Linked DNA regions of Callithrix jacchus: region 1 is linked to region 2. The links are chromatin contacts, called in public Hi-C maps. All regions are on one chromosome and are shown on one strand. Each heading gives the region's core, a stretch centred on a gene start, on an enhancer-like site or on the middle of the called end of the contact. The rest is flanking DNA. Distances are from core to core; before and after follow the strand shown. Region 1 overlaps GNAO1 (G protein subunit alpha o1). Region 2 holds the start of GNAO1 (G protein subunit alpha o1).

What was found. Hi-C and Micro-C count contacts between places; a contact is called where the count stands out from the background.
Region 1: a Hi-C map of skeletal muscle shows a contact between it and region 2, with 2.2 times the contacts expected there. The contact joins the enhancer-like site here to the promoter of GNAO1 in region 2. A contact is called at or near these places in 2 of 3 Hi-C or Micro-C datasets (induced pluripotent stem cells and skeletal muscle).

The regions. Positions count from the first base shown.
Region 1 is chr20:14,192,334-14,195,493 of calJac240_pri, reverse strand. The region is part of intron 3 of GNAO1 (G protein subunit alpha o1); the gene reads right to left. Among named protein-coding and RNA genes, the nearest start is that of AMFR, 100 kb to the left of the region's middle. Within about 2 kb of position 1,898, at least 1 of the 16 cell types and tissues checked has an H3K27ac peak or open chromatin away from gene starts, as enhancers often do. A contact at or near this core is called in skeletal muscle, where this site is marked.
Region 2 is chr20:14,059,229-14,062,289 of calJac240_pri, reverse strand. It overlaps GNAO1 (G protein subunit alpha o1), which reads right to left and starts at 1,394. Exons shown (of 9, transcript XM_002760959.7): 1 at 379-1,394; 2 at 119-161. The coding sequence starts at 496. It overlaps LOC118149763 (a long non-coding RNA gene), which reads left to right and starts at 1,636. Exons shown (of 6, transcript XR_013530495.1): 1 at 1,636-1,700.

The DNA.
Region 1 (3,160 bases), core at 649-3,148, 130 kb before region 2:
GGAAAGGTCGTTTTACAGGTAGAAGGCACCCTTTTACTCTCATTCCTTCCTTCCTAATTCCTGGAACTTGGATGTGATGGCTGAAGCTCTAGCAGCTAAATGGGATCATGAAGACAAGGTCAACCCCCTAGGGAGAGTGGAACAGTGATCTACAAACAGCCTCGGTCTAGGTCCAGACTCCACACTATCTGCAGTCATCCTTACACTACTTTCAGTGTGTTTTTTAATACTTAAAATCAAGTTCTATCTTATTTAAGGCATTATTTCCAGAGTCTTTGGTATTCAGTTAAACTTAATCCTAATGGGTATAACTCTTCAACAGCTGCCCATCATTCCTGCATTCCAGATTCCTTAGGGCCTACAAAGCCTCTGCCTGCCTCTCTGTTCTGACATTCTCCAACTTTCTCCCTCTCACAGGGCTCCAGCCACACAGCCTTACTCCTATTCCCCAAATAAGCTAGGTAATCCCACCTCAAGGTGGGCCCCACCCTATCTCAAATGTCACCTCCTCGGGGAAGCCCTCCTCCCTGCTCCCAAAGCACACAGCGCACACCATGGTACAGCACGTGCTGTATGTGCCTGGTTCTCAGGGCAGGGATCATTTCCTGATTTCTCATGGTACCTGGGGCGTCGCACAGTGCTTGGTAGAGAGTTGGTGCTCGGCCAGGTTTGCAGGATGTAGGTTTCCTTGGCATTTTAATATCAAGGCTTGGCCCTAGTTTCTCACTCAAGCCTATCTATCCTCTAACTCTTGTCAGTTTGTATCTCTAATGATTGCAGCAGGTGGGTATCCTGCTTAGGTGAGGCAGCTTGCTAAAAATCACATTACCAGTAAGGAAAGCCTGGACTCAAAGGCAACCTCCTCTACGGTGCCAGAGCCAGCAGCCCTGGACTTGCATATTGGACAAGGCCTGGCCACCTGAGGTGTGAGCTGAGAACTCACTGGTACCCAGTTCAGCCCCTGAGCAGAGGGAAGAGAGATGTGCCTAAGACAGACAGAAGGGCCAGGCCTGAAGGGAAGGAGGGGCTTTACCAGCACAAAGGAGGGTGGCGGGCTTCACAAGCAATTCCTAGAGCCAGGGGAGGCCCTGCCCCTTTGTCTGCCTGCTTTTAGGGGCCTGGGGGGGGGCTCACACTGAGCCTGAACTTCTCATCCAAGGCTTCTCCTGGGCCCATGGGAGTGTGTGTGGGGTGGGTATTTTCTAGCACTGTTCTCTTTGCTACCAGCCCCATTGCACTGCTGTTTCTTGCTGGTCAGAGCGTGCCTGGACACCCAGCTCATATGAGAACATGACAAAACACATGCATGTCCTCAGGGCAGACTCACCAGGTGCTGTGGTCTGATTGTTTATGTCCCTCCACAAATTCCTCTGCCTAAATCCTAACCCCCAAGATGCTGGCATTAGGAGATGGGGCCTTTCGGAGGTGATCAGGTCTTAAAGGTGGAGTTCTCACAAAGGGGGTCAGTGCCCTTATAGGAGAGGCCCCAGAGACCTGCACCCCTTCCACCACATGAGCACCCAGCAAGAAGGGGCTGTCGATAAGAAAGCAATCCCCACCTGACACTGATCTGCCAGCGCCTTGATCTCGAACTTCCTGGCTTCCAGAACTGTGAGAAACAAACTTCCGTTGTTTATAAGCCACCCAGCATATGGTATTCTGCTACAGTAGCCTGAACAAATGAAGATCCCAGGTCTGGCCTGTAAGAGTTTTACACAGGGCAGACTGCTAGAGCTGACTTCTACAGGAAACTCATGTTGTGCTCCCACTCAGGCAGTGCTGTAGGAGGGGCAGCGGTGACCGCTTCCAGGTGGCAGTGAAGGCCTGCCCACTCCTCTCTGCCCAGTCCTGTTCTGCTGGGCAGCTGCCCTCTCCGCCTCTGTGGCTTTTCTCTCTTGTTTTCTGGCAGCAGAGCCCCAGTTCCCAGAAGGGAAGCACCATTCTCCAACCCAATCTGAGTAGTTTGCATTGAGGTGAATCTCCCCTGATTTTAGGGGTGGACACATGCGCTAGGCTTGGCCAACACATCCTGCTGGCCTGTGATCAGTCTGGGGTGGACAAAGAATCCCTATTTCTCAAATTAGACTAACAATCAGTCTCCACTTCCAGCCAGCCCCAGGACACATGTAGCAACTATTAGGAAAGAGAGGCTCTCAAAGGAAGCCCCCCCAGCAAAGTGTGCAGCCATCGCTGAGGAAAGCAGAGCTGAGAGGGAGACACCTGAGTCATGGTAACATGTCAATGCCTGGATCTAGCTGCACCTGCAGCCACAGAGACCTCTGGGCTTTCTAATTATCTGACTCAATCAATCCCCTGATTTAAAAAAAAAGCCAGTGGAGGATATGTTGTTTGTTTGTTTGGTTTATATTTGCACTTGTACCTCAAATAGTCCTATTATACCCCCCAGCCTGCCAAGGCTAATTCGGGGCCTACCTCCTTTAGGAAGTCCCCTCCCATTCCTGCAGCACCCCTGGCTTTCCCGGCAGCTGAGTCTGCTCCTCTTTTACTGTCTGACCACACCCCATGCACCGTGCCCACATGCCGTGTGGCGTTTCCTGCGTGGGTGGCTCCTCTCTCTCCCATAGGCCTGGCATGGCACTAGCGGTGTTGTGAGCACTGGCCACATGCTGCACACTACAGGCAGTCTGGGGGATTCAGTAGCAGGCAGTCCTGTAAGGAGTTTACGGACATGCGTGTCTGCCTGAGGCCTGAAGGAGTGGGCCCCTATTCCCACGACTGTCCCCACGGTTCTGAGGCTCAGCTTCAGAGAGGAAGGTAGGGGCTCTCTGTTGTACATGAGGGAAAATGTGACTGCATGTCCTCAGATGTGTAGGTGTGGGTGGGATGGGTTTTGTAGTCATTTGCCCAGGATGGCCCTGCCTCGTCATTCTGCACCTGTTGGAATCCACCATGGAATCCAACATCTGACTCTCCTGCCACTCCACACCCTTCGAGGAGCCTCCTCCACCAGCCTCCTATGCTCGCTTCCTCCTTGGACTTTTAGTCCTGCTCCATGCAGCCTTCTGGGGGGCTTCAGACTGCAAATTCAGGAGCTACCCTGACCTGAGATCCAGCTTCAGTTTCCAGCTTGAGCAAGGGGTATAATCTTTCTGAGGCTCAGTGTCCTCACCTGCAAAATGGGGATGACAGTACCATTATT
Region 2 (3,061 bases), core at 145-2,644:
GTGTGTGCACGAATTAAAAAACAGGCCTGGAGAGCAATGTGGAGTAAGCAAGGTAATAAAAACGATTTTAAAAATTATTCTTAATAAAAGTACAAATCCCAGTGCCACAGGGACTTACTTCATCTGCTTCACAATGGTGCTTTTTCCTGATTCTCCAGCCCCTGTTGGGACACAGACAGTGGGGAAAAACTGGTGAGTGTCAGCTTAAAGGAACGGGGGGGGGGGGGCTAAGGCATGCGAGGGGGTGGGCGATCCTGGGCACATGGTGGTGCCAACTTAGGGACCAGGTCTACCGGCTGCGGGTGGGGTGGAGGAGCTGGCGGCAGGGGTGCGGAGTGGCCGGGGTCGGGGGATGGGGGTGGTAGCGGCGGTTCTTACCCAGTAGGAGTAATTTCACATCTTTGGCGGCGCTGATGCCATCCTCTTTGAGGTTTTTCTCAATCGCCTTGCTCCGCTCGAGGGCGGCTCTCTCCTCTGCGCTCAGAGTACATCCCATGGTGGCCCCTTCCCTGCCACAGCCCGCACAACTCCGCTGGCACGGCTCCCCGGCTCGGCGCGCCCCCCACCCCCCCAGAGAGCAGAGCCTGGGCTCAAGGGGGGAAAATCACGATATCCTCTCCTGGGCTGGAAACAAAAATGTCGCGTAACCAGAACCCCCCAAAAAGACAGCCGCTAACAAGATTCCAGTAGCGGAGACTCGCGGCAGCTGGTGGGGATCTGGGGGTGTCGAGTCGAGGATGGCCGGAGTCAGGGGCTCCGGAGCCGAGGGAGGAGGCGCCCGCGGGCCGAGGAGGCGCGGGCTGCAGGCACTGAGGCTTGTGCACGACCCAAAATAAATAAAATAATAGTCGAGGCTGGAGCCGCAGCCGGAGCCGACGGAGGGTGGGGTGGGGGGCAGGGTGGGTCCTGCTGCCGCGGCTGCTGGAGGAGGAGGCGGTGGCGGCGGCGGAGGAGGAGGTGGCGGAGGCGGCGGCGGCGGCGCGGGATGTGGAGGGAGTGAGTTAGGGGGTGCTGCTAGTGCATGTGCATCGCCGCTCTTCAGCCGTCGGTGCGTCCGCGGCGCCTTCGCCGACCCCCGCGCGCTGGGCAGGGCTGGGCAGGGGGCCGGACCGGGGGGCAGGTCTCTAGCGGGAGGCGGCGTTGCGGTCTCCCAGAGCTCTCATCGCTCGGTGAGCCTACCGGAGAGAGGGAGAGCGCCAGGGAGCCGCGGCCAGCCGGGTGCTCGAGGGAGAGGGAGAGAGAGAGAGAGGCAGGGAGGGAGGGGAAAAAAAAAAAAATGGTAGAGCGAAGGAGCGCGCCCGCGCCAGGGCCCGGGTTGGGGGAGGAGGCGAGCGCAGAGCGCGAGTGAGCCAGCGACTCTGCGCACCCGGCTCCGCGGGCCGCCGGCTGACGTCAGCAGGGCCGCGCGCCGAGCCCCCGGGACTGGGAGAACGCGGGGCGGGGGAGGCGCGCGCCGGGGGTCCGCGTCAGCCGGCGGAGGCGCGCACGCGCGTTCGCGGAGCATCCTCCCCCCTCCCCCAAGCGCCCTCCGGGCCCGCGGCTCCCCGGGGGTGGGCGCGTGCGAGGCTGGCGGGGGCGGGGCGTGGGGCCGGGCGCGCGCCGGGGCGCCCTACCCCGCCCCTGCCCCCGCCCCACGCGGCGGCGGCGCGGACCTCCTTGTCAATGGGAGTGCTGGGCCGGGCAGGCAGCGCGGCAGTCAGGTGGGCCCCCCAGCTCGCGGCCAGCGCGGCCTCTGTCCCTCTCCCGCAGGCTCTCCATCTTGTCTCCCGCAGCCCGCCTTCTCCGTGGCTCTCCAGCTGCTGGGGCCGCAGAGCCGAGGTCAGGTTACCTCAGGAGACGCGATGTGGTAGTGGGTTGCAATAAAACCTCGCGCACCAGAATTCGCCTCTGGGGCGTGAGGACAGATTCGGACTTTTCGAGTCCTTAGTCCACATTTATAGAGCACCTACTATGTGAGAGCCAAGGCTGTAAGGAGAGGAATGCAGCGGGCCGAGAAAAGCCTGGGCCTGTTCTCCGGGAGCCGCTGCCTCCAGGGCCGTCGGCGACCCTGCTCGGAGATCCCAGCCGCCGCTCTCCGTGCAAGAGGGGTGCCCACCCTCGGAGGCGTGAGGGCCCGGAGCGGAGGGACAGGGCTTCAAGCGACCGGGAGCTTGCAGCAAACCCCTGATCCCTGAGCAGTTTTATTTAAAAAGCTTTTGCAGATGTTGGACGGTTTAGTCTGGTGGAGGCCTCTTTGCACTGAATTCTTCTGTTTTCCCCCTTCCAAACACACAAAATGAATTTTGAATAGATTCTGGATGAGAGATTTTCTTCCTTTTTTCATCTTCTGAAACATTTCCCCCTCATTTCTATGCCGATAGAAAGACCCAGAAACCCGGGTCAGTTACTCGGTGTACAGCTAGTCAAATACTGAGGAAACCAGTTGATATTTGCCAAAGATTGGGCATATTCTGGGTGGTCTCAGATTTTGAAGAAATGAATTTTTTACTGCACAAAATAATTTTACAATTAGTTCCATCAGACAGCCCCAGGGGCTCTCCTAGGGAAAGGGGCCAATAGGCAAGGTTGCATGGGGATAAGAGAGGCAAGCGGCCAGTGGAAAACGTTGTTTTTTTTTTTTCCCCTAACAGTTGGGCATTTCTGTGGCTCTGAAAGCAAACTTGTTTGTTTCATTTCAAGGATAGAAAAAAAACACTCCTGTTTTGGAAATGTAACCCAGCATAAAAATACATTTGCAATGGGGTAAAAGAAGGCAGATTAGGGCCACCCAGAAGAAAATACTTTTTCCCCAATTTTTTTTTTTTAATTTGGTATTTCCCAGTGTGGGTTTGCCTTATTTTACAATTAAGTGCCTATGTCAAGTTGTGCGTATGTGATTTAAATATTTTAATTTGAATCACATTTTACATAGTCTAGGAAACTGACAAAGGAATCCTATAGAGAATTGTTTTATAAGGTGAATAACTGCTTCTCTACCTACCCACCCCCCACCATTCTTCTTTTCTGTGTGTTTTTTGGGGGATGTTAGGGGATAAATCTGGTTTGGCTTAAAAATCACTAA